Regions from separate parts of the Pan troglodytes genome. Here region 2 is linked to region 1. The links are chromatin contacts, called in public Hi-C maps. All regions are on one chromosome and are shown on one strand. The core of a region is the stretch at or near the end of the contact, and the rest is flanking DNA. Distances in the headings are between cores, read along the strand shown. Region 1 has its middle 82 kb from the start of EMP1. Region 2 has its middle 330 kb from the start of EMP1.

The links. A called contact is a pair of places that touch in the nucleus more often than the background predicts.
Region 2: a Hi-C map of stem cell-derived neural progenitor cells shows a contact between it and region 1, with 4 times the contacts expected there. The contact joins two enhancer-like sites. A contact is called at or near these places in 4 of 7 Hi-C or Micro-C datasets (blood, induced pluripotent stem cells and stem cell-derived neural progenitor cells).

What each region holds. Positions count from the first base shown.
Region 1 is chr10:20,425,116-20,428,639 of NHGRI_mPanTro3-v2.0_pri, forward strand. No RefSeq gene overlaps it. Among named protein-coding and RNA genes, the nearest start is that of EMP1, 82 kb to the left of the region's middle. Within about 2 kb of position 1,531, at least 7 of the 24 cell types and tissues checked have an H3K27ac peak or open chromatin away from gene starts, as enhancers often do. A contact at or near this core is called in stem cell-derived neural progenitor cells, where this site is marked.
Region 2 is chr10:20,668,773-20,672,120 of NHGRI_mPanTro3-v2.0_pri, forward strand. No RefSeq gene overlaps it. Among named protein-coding and RNA genes, the nearest start is that of EMP1, 330 kb to the left of the region's middle. Within about 2 kb of position 1,824, at least 2 of the 24 cell types and tissues checked have an H3K27ac peak or open chromatin away from gene starts, as enhancers often do. A contact at or near this core is called in stem cell-derived neural progenitor cells, where this site is marked.

The DNA of each region.
Region 1 (3,524 bases), core at 281-2,780:
CCTCCTCGTGGATGATACACCTTGTGATATGCCCTTCCAGTGTTCCACCCTGAAGTAGAGGGAAGAGCTTGCCCACTTCATCACAGCACCAGGACCACTTTCTGTAGCTCTTGGGGCTCAGGTGAGCCCTCAACTTCTGTCGGAGGGAGTTTTCCTATCCTCTGATCGCTGATAGTGCTCTGTGAGCCCCTCAGCTGGCCCTTTCTTTACACATTGGTGTCTAGAATCATGACTTCTTATTCAGTTTTTCCTGTGTGTATGTTGTGCCTCTCCCACTACACTAGTGGGAGAAGCCACTTGGAGAACCTCTTCATAGTTGGAGCCACTAGCAGGCCGCATATCGAAGCATTGCATATTTGCAATGCTGACACCAAGGAGAAGGACATTGATCTGTAGCCTTTAAGAATTGGCTGAAGGCATCAGACTCCACCCTCAGCTAAGATCAGCTCTGTGCCAAGAAACCCCTTGTACACTAAACACATACACCATACGCAACATTTTGTGGGTGCTGCCTGGTTGTCTTGCATGGCAGACACGGGCTAGAGGGCTGTGTGAACTGATGAGAAAGAAAGGGAAGGAGTCAGGGAAAGTCCCAGAGGACTCATCCCCTTGCTACTCATAGGCACTTGATCTATTAATGAACTGAGTCTGTCACAGTCACAACACAAAGGGGTCCTGCCAGGGAAGGGAACGCAGAACCACAATAGACGGCTTCTTTGTCCTGGAAGTAGAGATGAGGCAGGATTCTCTTTATCACCACAATCTTAGCAGTGCGTTTTGCTTATATTTTGTTTTTTGAATAAGGAAAAGAAGGTTCAGCGAGGTTGAGCAAATTGCTCAAGGTCACATAGTTAACGTATAGATACGTATTGAATTTACACTGTCCCTCTCCAATGTCCAGGCTGTCAACTCTGGTATTATATTGACAGTTTGGACTTAGGCTCACTGAAGGCACTGGAGGAAGCCAAAGTATGTTTTATTTCTTTGAATGAATGCCTCTTTGAAAACACAGCCTGGTTTGGGAGTATGAAAGAGAAAAAACAGGTCAGAGTTCTTTTGCTACTTAAAATGAAGATGAGGGAAACGGTTCAGAACAGAGAAAAACTTATAAGTCTTATTTTGTGTAAGCATCATATTAAACAGATTCCATTCCAACTATAAACAGATTTTCACATTTCCACCTTCCCCCTCCCATTACCCTGCATCAGCCCCCACCATCCCCGACAGATTGTTCCCTTCCTTCCTGTTTATATTATAAGAAAGCAAAATTGGCTTCCCCTTCATTCTCCACCTCCCACCCTGCACCATCTGGGGGTGCATAGCTCTTACCCCGTTTTTTGTTGTTTTTTTTTAATACTCCCTCGACTTCGTGTCCAGCGGCCCATTCGATTTTGAAGCTCCGCAGAGAGTGCCTCCAGCGGCCGCCAGGGGTCGCAGTCGAGCAGCTGGCGCCGCCTCTGTGCAGGGGAGCAGGGGCCGCTGGCCGGGAATCGCAAGCCGGTCTCCTGTACACATTAGCGTGCAGCATTAATCAGGCCGCAGCCTCTGCAGTGCTTTCCGAGGGGAGTCAGAGACTAGGGCTGGGAATGAGACCTGGCCTTTTCGGGCCACTAGAGCCGGGCCACCTCAACTCTCCCGCCCTAGGCTCAGAGCACACAGTGCTCAACGAAGTGCAGCGAGGCCAGCCGCTCGCCTGGCCCAGGGTCGAGCCTTGCCTCCCAGGATTCCTAAACACACGGGACCTGTGAGTCTGTGGACTGCAGTGCCTGCCAGGCCTGAATTCATCAGGAGTGGCGGGAGGTGGCGTAGAGGGGCAGCTCTTGATGTAGATCGGGAGGACACCTCCTCTCCCTCCCCTGCCCTCTTACTGACCCCAGCCCCTCGACAACACAGGCCCCTAGAAGCCAAGTGGCAGCTCTGTCCCTGCACACGCGTGGGCACTCCCCAGACCCCTGCCAGTTCTCAGGTCACCCTCAGACAGATTTGGCCAAACCTCCCATGGTCTTCTCATGTGCCTGGAAAGCCAGGCCTCTGCCAGAAGCTTATCAGATGGGAGGCAGAGCAGGGGAGGGCCAGCACGTGCTTCCTCTAGCATGAATTTTTCAACATTACATTTTCATCTCTCTGCCCTATTTCTCTCAATTCTCATCTCTGAAAAGAGCAGCGCAATTCCCTCCCACTGCTCTTTTTAGAGACGGATCTGCTTCTTCAGATTTGATGCAATTACTGGGCAACTAAGATGGAGGCACTAGGGGAAGAAAGGGGGAGTGGGAACAGAGGGGAGGGGAAAGGGCTTGTCAGCCCTGAGACCCGTAGGCGCGCCCGGGAGAAGCTGTGGCTCCGAGACGCTTGCCACTCCTGGGCAACACTGTTGAGCACTTTTACTCAAACCATTGAGGTGAAACACCAGGGGCCCACGATGCGCCTCCACTTTTCCTTCCTCTTTCTCCATATGCCTCTCCCTTTCATCCCTTCTTCCCTTCCTTCCTTTCTTCTTTCCTTAGAGACAGACACAAGCACACATATAGACATTCCTATGCATGTGCTTATAATACAAGTCATGCTTGGATCTTTTATAATAAGTTCTAAAGGGATAAGATACTATGGGGGGGAGAGAGATCTGATCAGTTTCGTGAAATAAGTGGGATTTGAGTTGGATCTTGAAGAATGGGTAGGACTTCTGCAAGAAGGAGGAAGGCAGGCCAGTGAGAGAGAAAAGCTTGAACAAAGACATAAAAGTGACAGATGCCACAGCAGTTGGAGAGAGCCATGAGTAGGCTGCAGTGGCTCCATAGAAGGTAGAGGAGAAGAGGATGTTTTGGGCACAAGCCTGCAAAAGTTAGACCAGAAAATGGAGAACCCTAAAGCCCAAATGAGGAGTTAGTGCATTGGTCTTTGGACTGCAAAGCCCATCAAAGGTTTTCATGGCACAACAAATCTGTGGTTGTATTAGTTCATTCTCACACTGCTGTAAAGACATATCTGGGACTGTATAATTTATAATGAAAAGAAGTTTAATTGGCTCACTGTTCTGCAGGTTGTACAGGCTTCTGCTTCTGGGGAGACCTCAGGAAGCTTATGATCATGGCAGAAGGCAAAGGGAAAGCAGGCATATCTTCATATGGCTGGCAGGAAACAGAGAGCGGGGTGGGGAGCTGGGGGAGAGGTGCTATACACCATTAAACAAGCAGAACTTGGGAGAAGTCTATCACAAGAACAACAAGAGAGAAGTCCTCCTCCATGATCCAACCACCTCCCACAAGCCCTCTCCTCCAACACTGAGGATTAATTACAAGATTTGGGTGGGGACACAGATGCAAATCATATCAATGGTTTAGGGATATTTCTTCAAAGGATGGGTAGATAAGGGATTGAGGTGCTGGGGGTTGGCAGCTGGGCATGGAAGGTTTGGGGGGCTGTTGTGGTAGTACAGATGGAGACAGTCAGGGCCTGACTTTGGGCTGCCGCACTGGAGCAGAGAGTGTGAGACACCATGAGGAGAGGCTTTACACTTGCTCCTCAAC
Region 2 (3,348 bases), core at 574-3,073, 240 kb after region 1:
AATGGTAAATGGGATTGCAGCAGAGGGAAATGAGAATGCAGCAGAGGGAGATGGAATGCAGGAGTGGGAGATGGGAATGCAGCAGAGAGAAATGGAATGCAGCAGAGGGAGATGGAATGCAGGAGTGGGAGATGGAATGCAGCAGAGGGAGATGGATCGCAGGAGTGGGAAATGGGAATGCAGCAGGGGGAGATGGAATGCAGGAGTGGGAAATGGGAATAAGGCAGAGGGAGATGGAATTCAGGAGTTGGAAATGGGAATGCAGGAGTGGGGAATGGGAATGCGGCAGAGGGAGATGGAATGCAGCAGAGAAAAATGGGTTTGCAGCAGAAAGAGATGGAATGCAGGAATGGGAAACGGGAATACAGCAGAGAGAGAGGGAATGCAGGAGTGGAAAATGGGATTGCAGCAAAGGGAGATGGAATTCAGCAGTGGGAAATGGGAATGCTGGTATGGTAAATGGGATTGCAGCAGAGGGAAATGGGAATGCAGCAGAGGGAGATGGAATGCAGGCATGGGAAATGGAAATGCAGGAGTGGGAGATGGAATAAAGAGTGGAAAATGGGAATCCAGCAGAGGGGAATGGGATTGCAGCAGAGGGAGATGGAATGCAGGAGTGGGAAATGGGAATGCAGCAGAGGGAGATGGAATGCAGCAGTGGGATAGGGATTGCAGCAGAGGGAGATGGAATTCAGGAGTCAGAAATGGGAAGATGAAGCAGAGGGAGATGGAATGCAGCAGTGGGAAATGGGAATGCTGGAATGGTAAATGGGATTGCAGCAGAGGGAAATGGGAATGCAGCAGAGGGAGATGGAATGCAGGAGTGGGAGATCGGAATGCAGCAGAGAGAAATGGAATGCAGCAGAGGGAGATGGAATGCAGGAGTGGGAGATGGAATGCAGCAGAGGGAGATGGATCGCAGGAGTGGGAAATGGGAATGCAGCAGGGGGAGATGGAATGCAGGAGTGGGAAATGGGAATAAGGCAGAGGGAGATGGAATTCAGGAGTTGGAAATGGGAATGCAGGAGTGGGGAATGGGAATGCAGCAGAGGGAGATGGAATGCAGCAGAGAAAAATGGGTTTGCAGCAGAAAGAGATGGAATGCAGGAATGGGAAATGGGAATACAGCAGAGAGAGAGGGAATGCAGGAGTGGAAAATGGGATTGCAGCAAAGGGAGATGGAATTCAGCAGTGGGAAATGGGAATGCTGGTATGGTAAATGGGATTGCAGCAGAGGGAAATGGGAATGCAGCAGAGGGAGATGGAATGCAGGCATGGGAAATGGAAATGCAGGAGTGGGAGATGGAATAAAGAGTGGAAAATGGGAATCCAGCAGAGGGGAATGGGATTGCAGCAGAGGGAGATGGAATGCAGGAGTGGGAAATGGGAATGCAGCAGAGGGAGATGGAATGCAGCAGTGGGATAGGGATTGCAGCAGAGGGAGATGGAATTCAGGAGTCAGAAATGGGAAGATGAAGCAGAGGGAGATGGAATGCAGCAGTGGGAAATGGGAATGCTGGAATGGTAAATGGGATTGCAGCAGAGGGAAATGGGAATGCAGCAGAGGGAGATGGAATGCAGGAGTGGGAGATGGGAATGCAGCAGAGGGAGATGGAATGCAGGAGTGGGAAATGGGAATGCAGCAGAGGGAGATGGAATGCAGCAGAGGGAGATGGAATGCAGGAGTGGGAGATGGGAATGCAGCAGAGGGAAATGGAATGCAGCAGAGGGAGATGGAATGCAGCAGAGGGAAATGGAATGCAGCAGAGGGAGATGGAATGCAGCAGAGGGAAATGGAATGCAGCAGAGGGAGATGGAATGCAGGAGTGGGAGATGGGAATGCAGGAGTGGGAAATGGAATGCAGCAAAGGGGAAGGAGAATGCATTAGAGAGACATGGGAATCCCACAGGGGAAAATGGGACTGCAGAAGAGGAAAACAGTCATGCAGCTGTGGAAAATGCAGGAGACGGGAAGGCCACAGGATCAGTGGGCAGCCTGGCATCATGAGTAAGTGGAGATACCATCACAGGTTCATTTGTTCAACTAATAGTGATTGAATACCCACTCTGTTTGGGGCATTTGTCTCAGTCCTAGGGATACATCAGTGAATGAGAGAAGATGAAAATCCCTTCCCTTATAAAGCTTACTTACATTCTCAAATGACCTGGAAATGAATACCGATTGTGCCACTTCCTTCTGTGTAGCCTTGGGAAATTCTTTAATCTTAGTTGATCTTTGTTTACTAGTCCGTAAAATGGTATGGCAATAGTACCTCTGTCACTGGGTAGTTGTGAGAAACAGAAAAGTAACATAAACCACTTGGCCCAGTGTCTGCTCCTAATTATCTCTCAATAAATGTTAACTAAGTTAAGTAGACTGTGGGCTACTTTTTCAGAGACATGCCTGTAATGGTAATTAAAAGAGATCTGATAATGGCTAAAAGTGCAACCAGGATTCAGGGAGGACATTTTTCATGATGGGAGAGGTCTGGCTTAATTGTGTACGTGGGGAGTGTGAGTCAAGTCAAGGAGAAATCTAATCCATGGCATGAGAGCCTGGAGGAGACGATAGGGCCTGTGTGTTCCCATTCGGTGGGCAGTCGCGCCTCACACTTACCACATCATCCAGAGTCTCAATTGGGTGAAACAAAATGGCCGTGCTCACAACCTCCCATGTTCCTGTATTTTCACCATCTTCTTATTGCCTATTTCTGGATCCAGGCTTCTTTGACCACCGAGGGGATTAGCCCCTCAGTGTGCTGTTGGCCCATGCCAGAGGCAGCAGCCCCATTACTGGGGTGACCATTTGCCCACATGTCCCAGCACTCTCTTTTTCACATCAGCCTATGATTTCAGTTCTTCCCACATTTTAAAGTCTCTTCCTTCCCCAGACTCAAGAGCTGTGGGTGTTGCAAGACCACACTAACTATGGAGCTAATATAGATCTAAATCCCCTGTTCACCAACTAGCTGTGTAGCTTTGGTAAAGTTCCTCAACTTCTCTGAGCCCTTATTTCCTCCATTGTGAACATGAGAATGCTACTCCCTTCGTGGTGTTATGGAAACATCAAACCTGAAAATGGAAACTGTCAATTCCACTGCCTGGCACACACTAAGTGCTCCATAAATATTTGTTTTTCTTTTGTTCTTTGTTTTGTTTTTTGAGAGGAGTCTCATTCTGCTGCCCAGCTGGAGTGCAGTGGCATGATCCTGGCTCACTGCAACCTTCGCCTCCTGGGTTCAAGCGATTCTCCTGCCTCAGCCTCCCAAGTAGCTGGGATTACAGGTGCCCACCACCACACCCAGCTAACTTTTATATTTTTAGTAGAGACAGGGTTTCACCATGTTG